Regions from separate parts of the Macaca mulatta genome. Here region 2 is linked to region 1. Evidence: chromatin contacts called from public Hi-C data. All regions are on one chromosome and are shown on one strand. Each heading gives the region's core, a stretch centred on a gene start, on an enhancer-like site or on the middle of the called end of the contact. The rest is flanking DNA. Distances are from core to core; before and after follow the strand shown.

Region 1 (4,669 bases), core at 1,463-3,962:
AGATGGGATGGGCCCTTTTGGAGCTCTGCTATGAATTTATTGTAAACACCTCTCCAAACCCACAATAAAAATTGTTCTGGAAAAAGAAAGTTTGTAAAAGAAAACCAAATCTCTGCCTTGACACCTGATCAACTTCAAAGGGAATTCTAAGGTTTTATTTCATTTTGTTTCTTCCTTCCACTTATGGTTGAATGATCTAATCTTATGCCCTTTCTTTAAATGTCAAAGTTGATACCACAGAGGCACCCCAATTTTGGGTACCAGGCAACATATAAAAAAAAATGATGCATATTTTGGTGCTCTTTCAGTTGCATCCTTTGATCCCAAGGGTTTCTACCTTTTTATTCTATGCCCATTCCTCTCCCCACCCCCTTCCCATTTCTTTTTACTCCAACATCCTCCTGGGTGGTCTGCTCAATTTAGACCAGATGCATGTTATGGTCAGTGGAAAAGTCAGAATCCCAGAGACGCCACCACCAGCTGTGGGACATCAGACAAGTTCCTTAACCTCTCAGAAATTCGGGCTTTAAAAAAAAATAAAAAACAAAATGAGTTAAACATACAGGTGAAAGCCCCTAGCAGAGTGTTTTGCAATGAGTAGGTGCCCCATAAGTGTTACATTCTTCATATTTGAAGAATTCTTTCAATCAGAGGGAACTTTCCTCAAATCATAGCTTTCCATAGTTCACCTTATTACACCAGGGACTTGTAGGTCTAGGGATGTCTGATGCTTCCTTAGCAAGGGCATTATGGGGGACTCACCCTTCCTCAGTCATGGGTGTTCCTCAGCCTCCACAGCACAATTGTAACTGGAGCAGTCCCTCCTGGAAGAATTGGCTCCTTTTGGCCCTGGGCTCCTTTCAGAATTCTTGGGTTTGCATTGCAAACATCACTGGCCTGAGCAACCCTCTGAAAATTTTGAGAATTTTGTTCCAAAGCAGGAAACTTCGCAACAGAAACCTAAGCAACTCAGCACCCTGACTTGCTTTTGAAAATGCAGCATTGCAATCTAATCAGGGCACAGGATTATTTGCCCCAGTGATTCTCTATGGGACATCGTAATCACCTGGCGAGCTTGTTAAAACACCTCCAAAAGTTCTAACTCAGGAGGCCTGGGAGGAGCCTGGGAATTTGCATTTCTAACAAGCTCCCAGGTGGGGACTAATGCATTTGATCCTGCAACCACATGAGAACCCCTAATTTAGTTCTTCATTTTTCCCAAATTGCCCATACTTGGAATGAGGAGGTTTTAGAGTATTCGTAGCTATTTCCTTTCTATGGCACTTCATTAACTGTCACCTCCAAAATTTCCATTGTCAGGAGTCTTATGAGTATGGTTTTCATTTCAGAGGGTGGGGACTGAGAGAGGTCACATGGCTTGCCTGAACCTCTGGGAATCACAGCCAGGCGCCTCTGTCTAGCCATCATGGGTGTTCGATTCATCCTGTGCTGCTCAATAACATAAAACTGCTGCGCTCTTTGGCCAAGCAATTGTCACGTTAGCTTTCACCTCTGATATATACTTTCGCCTTCTCAAACTTACTAATAAAACTTTCAATAGTATCTTTGCAGGAGAAAGCCTCTGGATTCTGGTGAGAGGTTGGATGTAGCTATCTTTTGATATATAAAATTTAGTTGAAATCCCACTTGGGCTAAATATTCCTTTCTTTAAAAAAAATTTTTTTTACTTGACCCAATTCAGAGTGAGTGAGTGAGTGTGTGTGTGTGTGAGAAAAGCACAGGTTTTCTGGGGCATCCTTTTTGTTTATGCATTGATTTATTTTTACTCTTTCCTGCCACGAACAATCCTCATCTCTGTCCTCGTGTCCTCCCCAGCCACTAACACACACGATGTGACGGGGCCTGAGAAATGCGCCCGCCGGAGCACACTGCAGCCTCGCGGGCTCCCGAGCGGCGCGCGCTGGCCGAGGACCTCCAGGGCCCCTCGCGGGTCTCCCGAGCGCCGCCGCGCCGCCCCTGCCAGCGCCCGGGACGGCCTCGTGGGCTTCTTTGTTAGGGCCGCCTGCGCCGAGAGGCAGTCTCGGTCCTACCGGGGGCGCACGGGCCCCACTCCTGACTTCTTAGCCGGAGTCCCCTAAGGACTTGTAAGCATATAGGCTCGAGTCGAGAGGCTAAATTAGGCCCCAAGGGACTTTTTCAATAAAACCCTAAATTTCATTTAAGTTGTTCGTAGGCCAAGTGATTGCAAGGACTCTGAGCCGAGGCAGCAGTGCCGGGCCGACCCAAGGCTCGCTCCTTACCGCCCCCTCCCCGCGCCGGCTTTGTGCAGCTGGGGTCCTGGAACCCGGTCCCTCCCGGGCTGTCGGCCCTGGGGTCTGGTGTCCGCCACCCTTCCGCCCCGTTGAGGTCGCCACTGCCCCCCTACCACACTCCCAGCCCTTCCGTTTCCTTCCACGTCCCCTTCCCGCGCCCTCCCCCACCTGAATTCTCCCTCCCCTCCGGCTGGAAGAAAAGTCGGTAATAAGAAACCAGTTCAGTGTCAGTCGGAAGAGGGGGGAAGATAACCCCAGAGATACACGGCAATGGAGAGAGAACTCATTTTGTGTAAAGAGGGCCTAGAGTCACCAGGGAATTCCTGGATTGTCTCAGGCTGTCGTGTGTGATGTCCATCACGCCGTGCGAACACCATCTGCTCGGTATTATGCTCTCAGTTGCCAGGCTACCTGCTGTACGCAGTAACACTTGACTGCCTGGCTCCACGTTCGCAGCGCTCGCCCAGACGCGCGGGGCGGGGGCTGCGGAGGGGCGGGCGGGAGCCCTGATTAAGCCATCTGCGAGGGGAGGGGCGCGGGCGCAGCGGCGGCCGGGCGCGAGGCCGGGCTGACACCACCATCTGCTGGGGCGCAGTAAGAACGGCAGCTGCTCCGCGTTCCCCCGGCGAGGGACGCCTGGAAAAGGCTGAAGCCCTGGGCGTTCTGAAGCCCGTTATCCACTGGGTCCCTGTCACCCCAGCCTCCTCGCCGCCGGCCGTCTTTGGTTCGCCGCCAGCAACGCTGGCCCCTCTCACCCAAACACTATGCATGTTCTTGAAAACACTTCAGAAAAATAAAGCTTCCCTACGCACAGATTTATAAACAACTGGTTGTTCTTGGGAGATATTTTTACCACAACTGTTTTTTGAAGTCAAAAACTGCCTGTTTGGGGGAGGTAAGGGTGCTTTTGACACCTCCTACCTCACTCTAGCCTTTAGAATATTGCTAAGATCTTTTCCCTGGAGGGGAAGATATGTAAAATAGGTTCGTTGGTTTTGATTTCTTTCTCCTCCCTTTATTTTACTGAAGAGTGAGAGGGCTAGGCGAGTAATGAAGATCTATATAGCCAGTTGGATTTTTGAGGGGAAGAAACTGTATTAAGATTCTTGGGAGAAGCAAGGGAGGTCGTTGGGCAAGGAGTGGATTGGAGAACAAGCCAGTAATTACAACTAAAAATACAGCATCATTTGGCTTCAAGGCATTACATTTCGCATGACGAAAGCTCAGCCTGGTTTTCTCTAATTGCACAACACAGTGTGTGTCCTTCTTAGAAACAAGAGCAGTGGCTTGAAATCCTGAAATCTGACAGACTATTTCTCATTAAGCCCTCTTAGACTGGAGGTTAAAAGAAGCCATGTATTATGAAACAGTTAGTGGCCTCGGCCAGCTTAATGTGTAAGGCAAGTCACTGAGTACATCGTCACACTTTGCAATACACCTCAGAGTCTGGGGCTGTAGGCGTCTCTCATCCACTGTTGAATGCCGCAGAGCTTGTTGGGAAAGTACTAAAGATGTTTCATAGGGAAGGCAGTCCTTTAAGAATGTACATAGTGGCTGGGAGCAGTGGCTCATGCTTGTAATCCCAACATTTTGGGAGGCCAAGGCAAGAGGATTGTTTGAGGGCAGGAGTTCAAGACTAGCCTGGGCAACACAGTAAAACCCCCATCTATACAAAGAATTTAAAAATTAGCAGGGCATGGTGGCATACACCTGTAGTCCCCCCACCTACTCAGGAGGCTGAGGCAGGAAGATTGCTTGAGCCCAGGGGTTGGAGGTTGCAGTGAGCTATGATCATACCACTGCACCCTAGCCTAGGCAACAGAGTGAAACCCTGTCTCTTAAAAAATAATAATAATATAATACATACAGCCCTTTCTGCCTGTAGGTCTTCAGTGAGAAGCCTGAAGGCAAAACCTCTAGGAGGGAATTATTTGGGGAAATACATAATCCTGGGAAGTAATAACATGACTATCCCTTTGGGAGGGTTTTTTTTCACACTGTGCTTTTGAAGTATTTCTTTTTGGCCCAGGAAGACAGGGGCAAAAAGCGGTTTGATGTATCATCATCACCCCATTTGCCTCTCTCTTTCTTTTCCCAGTGGAGAGGAGGCTGGGAAAGCAACACTTCTTCACTCCTTACCACTTCCCCAGCTGTGCGGGCTGGTCACACAGGACAAGCATATCTCAAAGTGCACAAAGATAAACAGGGTCATCCCAGACCAACCCTTTCAAAAACTCAAGCTGAAGAAAACTTTATCTTCCCTTGGGCCTCATTTTCTTTCCAACTCTCTCCTTCTTATCAAAACTGTAAAGTATCAAATATACTGAGACAGAAAAAACAAACTACATATCTGCATTTTTGCTGATTGACTGTTTATATGTCAGTGTGAATTCATT
Region 2 (4,669 bases), core at 850-3,349, 420 kb before region 1:
TGTAATCCCAGCACTTTGGGAGGCCAAGGCAGGCGGATCATCTGAGGTCCGGAGTTCGAGACCAGCCTGGCCAACATGGTGAAACCCCGTCTCTATGAAAACTACAAAAATTAGTTAGGTGTGGTGGCGTGCACCTGTAATCCCAGCTACTCAGGAGGCTGAGCCAGGAGAATCACTGGAACCCAGGAGGTAGATGCTGCAGTGAGCCAAGATGGCACCACTGCACTTCAGCCTAGGCAACAGAGCAACAAGACACCGTCTAAAAAAAAAAAAAAAAGAATTAAACTACAGTGAAGAGGGAGCAAAGCGAATGCAGAGTCATAGCTTCCCCTCTGTGGCGAAGCCATGTGTTTCCTGAGTTATAGAGATATTATTTAGTGAATATGTGAAAAAGACAAAGGCCACTTTGCTACCTCTTTTTTTAATTTCTTGTAATTCTCTACATATTTTCAGAATCTGAATGGACTCATTTGCTACAGACTTAGTCCAGTTAAATTTTCTGAGACTTGAAGAGGGGCGGTTTGATACAGAAATTTGTATATTAACTAAACAGCCTTCAGAAAAAGTATGACAACGTCAATGAAATATACACTCTCTTAAGTTGGTTTTACTACTTGGAGGTAGCCTCACACCATATTAAATATTTCGCTGCCCATTTTACCATATCCAGTGAATATTAAAAATATTGTTCACTATATAGACCTGATTAATTGAAGAAAAATATAGCCTCTTATCGTTGACATTATGAGGTTAGAAATAGCATCCTATGCTAATCTGCAATGCCAAGAAATGAAGATGGTTTAAATCAGATCTCATGACTAATGCATAAGATCCAAAGTTCTTTATTCCTGGCTATTTTAGACAACTGGGGTGTATTTTTACCCTAAAAACTAATTCTTAAGATTTATTGAAATAATACAAAATGACTTATAATTAACATCTCACAATCAAGATTTATAGTTTACTGATTATTCCAGAAATGATAATTTCCCCATCTTAATTTTGAAAAATATGTATATGCAATGGTTTAAGTCCATATTCAAGAATATTTGATCCTTAGTTGTTGTTATTTTTGTTTTTAGATAATATCAGGAAAGATAATGTGCTTTAATAAAATGGAAAGTTTAGATTGATTTCTGCATTTGCTAGTCCATTTTAATTGTACTTATTGTGAATTCATTGAAATGGAAAGAAATATATCCAGCAATAAAGTAGGCCTGTTATTTTTGCTTGTTTTTGTTTTGGTCATGACAAACTGTGAAATGCTGTGTTTTTTCTATAGTTCTAGTCCATGAAATCTGCAATCTTTCCACTTGATTTACGAAGGACCCTTAATTACTGCTGTCATTAGCACCTAGTGTTCAAAACAGTCTGTTTAAATGTACTGTTAGTCTCACCTCCAAGTCCCTGCTTGCTTTATTTTTTTCCAAGGGTAAGTAAAACAATAATTGACTTAGTAACAACAATCATTATGTACAGTGAATTAAATAATATTACACATTTTTAAGCCTATTTCCATTTATTTAGAATTTGGTACTTGTGTGTTCAGACTGGCCTAGACTTAGAACAAGTGTCCATAAGTAGCGCTGTTACTAGCGCAGACTTATTACTTCGGTTTTAAAACCAAGTCACTCATTTGCCTTTTTCTTTCCACATGGATAGGGATGACAGACAACTGCTGTAAAGCTTCAATGTTTCTGCCTGGTCATGCACATTTCTGCAATATAATGCATAAATGTATAACAACAACTTGGGATCGCTTGATAACCTCCCTTGGAATAAGGAAACCCAACCAGGCGCGTCCCCGCGCACGCGCGCGCGCGTACACAGACACACACACTCACACACGCTCTCACGCACACACACAGGTCAAAAGTTGATTTATTTCTGAGATCCCCCAGAATCTTTCTTCTCCCCGTTGCTGGCGACTCTGGGCTTCTCGGCAGGGCGGTAGTGTGGTTGGGGGCGTGGGAGGGGCGCGGGGCGCCGAGGCGACGGAGGCGGGAGCCGGGTGCTGGAGCGTGCCGCGCCCGCTCCTGCCGGGTGAGAGTCCGGGCCGGGTTTTGCGCCGTGTCCGCGGGCTTGTCTCACGGCCTCCAGCCGCCGCCGCTGCCGTGTTTACTGAGCTCGCGCGTCCTGATATCACTCCGCTGGCATGGAGGAGGAGGAGGAGGTGGAGGAGCGAGAGGAGGAGGAGGAGGCGGCGGCGGCGGCGGCGGCGGCGGCGGCGGCGAGCAGTTGATCATTGTGATGGTGGCAGGAGCAGCGGCGGCAGCGGCAGCCCAGCCGAGCGTTAGGTGCTGCTCTCCGCGCGGCGTTTTGCAAAGGACTTCACCGATCTACTTTTGCAGTCGCCTCGGACTGTCCATGTGTTTACTTCCCCCAGCCCGAGGATTCGATATCTAGGTTCCTGTGAAATGCAACTGAACAGCCAAAGTACTTTGAGAACACGGGGCGGCATAAACACCAAAACTTTTTTGTGGAAGGAAAATGCAATAAGCAAGCTTGCCGTTTTCCGATGCGGTGTGGAGTGAGTGTGTGTCGCGCGTGTCCGCACTGGAGGCATATGCTTGTGTGTGTACATGGGGTGTGTTTTTCGGTACGTAGGGAGAAAATGCTTGCCAACCACCGGAAATCTCCTGGAATTTATTAGAAAATAATGGATTATAAAAAGAAGGCAGGCGAGGAGCGGATCTCCCCTTGAGTTGCAACCCGATTTGCTGCTGGCTCAGTTTGTTGTGATTCTTTTTGTTGATAGGTGTCTGATGGTATTCCGATAACGTTCCCCCCTTTTCTTCCCCTCGAGCTTTTACAGTTTAAAAAAAGGAAACAAAAAACCACCCCAAAATCTCCCCCCCCTTTTTTTTTTCGCCCCGTCGGGATCGCCGTTTCCATCCATGTGCTTGCGTCTCCCCCGCGTTCCACTTAAACTATTTTAATCCTTGGACCCAAGGAGGAGGCTGATAGGGGGGTGGATAAAAAAAGTTCTTCCAAAATAGTGTGCCCGGGGAGCAGGATGGGGGATTTCGCAGCCCCCGCTGCTGCCGCGAATGGCAGTAGTATTTGCATCAACAGTAGCCTGAACAGCAGCCTCGGCGGGGCCGGGATCGGTGTGAATAATACTCCCAATAGTACTCCCGCTGCTCCGAGTAGCAATCACCCGGCTGCCGGTGGCTGCGGCGGCTCCGGGGGCCCCGGCGGCGGCTCGGCGGCCGTTCCCAAGCACAGCACCGTGGTGGAGCGGCTCCGCCAGCGCATCGAGGGCTGCCGGCGGCACCACGTCAACTGCGAGAACAGGTACCAGCAGGCTCAGGTGGAGCAGCTGGAGCTGGAGCGCCGGGACACCGTGAGCCTCTACCAGCGGACCCTGGAGCAGAGGGCCAAGAAATCGAGCGCCGGCACCGGCAAACAGCAGCACCCGAGCAAACCCCAGCAAGATGCGGAGGCTGCCTCGGCGGAGCAGAGGAACCACACGCTGATCATGGTGAGGGCGCACGGGCAGCGGGCTTGCGGCGCGCGTTGGGGGTTGTGGTGGTGCTGGTAGTGGGGGGCGCGTGGAGCTTCTTACATAGGGGTACAAGGGTCTGATTTGCACGGTGGGTGAGGTGGGCTGAAGCCGAAGGGTTAACGTCAACTTTTCTTAGGGAAAAAGCTGCCGTCGCCGCTACCTGTTAATCTGTCAAGGTTGTCAGATTTGGGGAGGAGGGGGCGAGAGGGGAGAAGCCAGTCACGACTGCGAGGGGCGGAGGGAGCCGAGAGGAGCGTCGAAGTGAGGTGCTGGAAAAGTTTACCCCCTTCCCTTTCTTGGATACCGATTTGAAAGAGTGAACCCCTGAGTTGAAACCTTGCTCCTCCTCTTCGCCGCTTCCCACCCCACCTCTAGCCGCGCCGCCTCTCCTCCCCAGACCCGTCCCCCTACGCCCACCCCTCTGCACATCCGCTGGGTGCGTGGAGATGTTGATGCTGTCGCAGATTCTGGGCGGGCACCAGGCCCTCAACCCCTAGGGGGAAGCGGGGAAGGAGAGCCTCTCGCCTCCTCTCCCCAGCTCACCCACTTTGGGCTGAGAAAGTCTGAGAGTTTTGTGAATGAACTTTGAAGTGGGTGAGAAACAAGCGAGGGTGGTTGCGCGCGGGGGTGCTCGCGGGAGCGCGCGCGGATGCGGGGCGCGGGTGCGCTCCGCTGGTTGCTGGAGACTCGGGGCCAGCCCGGCAGGTGGAGCGGCTGGGAGGGTTAAGAGGGGAGCGGCCTGGAGGGGGCGGGAGGGGAAAGCAACACCCAAGGTTTGCGCCAAGAGGCCCCGCCATACAACTTCGCTTGGGATTCTTTCCTTTTTTCCTTTTAAACTTGCTTGCACGGAGTCCTCCGCTTGGCTCCCCCCGCCCCACTGCCCGCCAACTTTGGGGGCCTGCCTAATAAGCCCAGAGCAGTGGAAGGTAGCAGGGAGGTAAAAGAGGCTTAAATGGCTGGGTGGGCGGGTTCGAGGTAGGATGAGCAGCCAATGGCTTAACTTCTCCAGGAGGAAGGGGCAGTTCCCACCCCCCAAGCCGGAGGCTAGAATCCTTTCTCTTATCTCCCTTCTCCGGTTCTTTTGCTTTCCTTTCTGGGTGAGGGGAGGCCGGAAGCTTGGGAAAGGTGTCTGCGCCCCCTCCCCCACCGCGCCGCCCGGGT

Evidence for each region. Hi-C and Micro-C count contacts between places; a contact is called where the count stands out from the background.
Region 2: a Hi-C map of fetal cortical plate shows a contact between it and region 1, with 5 times the contacts expected there. The contact joins the promoter of MAML3 here to the enhancer-like site in region 1. A contact is called at or near these places in 5 of 14 Hi-C or Micro-C datasets (blood, fetal cortex germinal zone, fetal cortical plate and 2 more).

Annotation. Positions count from the first base shown.
Region 1 is chr5:148,607,289-148,611,957 of T2T-MMU8v2.0, reverse strand. The region is part of intron 2 of MAML3 (mastermind like transcriptional coactivator 3); the gene reads left to right. Among named protein-coding and RNA genes, the nearest start is that of MGST2, 62 kb to the right of the region's middle. Within about 2 kb of position 2,712, at least 26 of the 40 cell types and tissues checked have an H3K27ac peak or open chromatin away from gene starts, as enhancers often do. A contact at or near this core is called in blood, fetal cortex germinal zone and fetal cortical plate, where this site is marked.
Region 2 is chr5:149,024,100-149,028,768 of T2T-MMU8v2.0, reverse strand. It overlaps MAML3 (mastermind like transcriptional coactivator 3), which reads left to right and starts at 2,099. Exons shown (of 5, transcript XM_001088303.5): 1 at 2,099-3,484. The coding sequence starts at 3,017.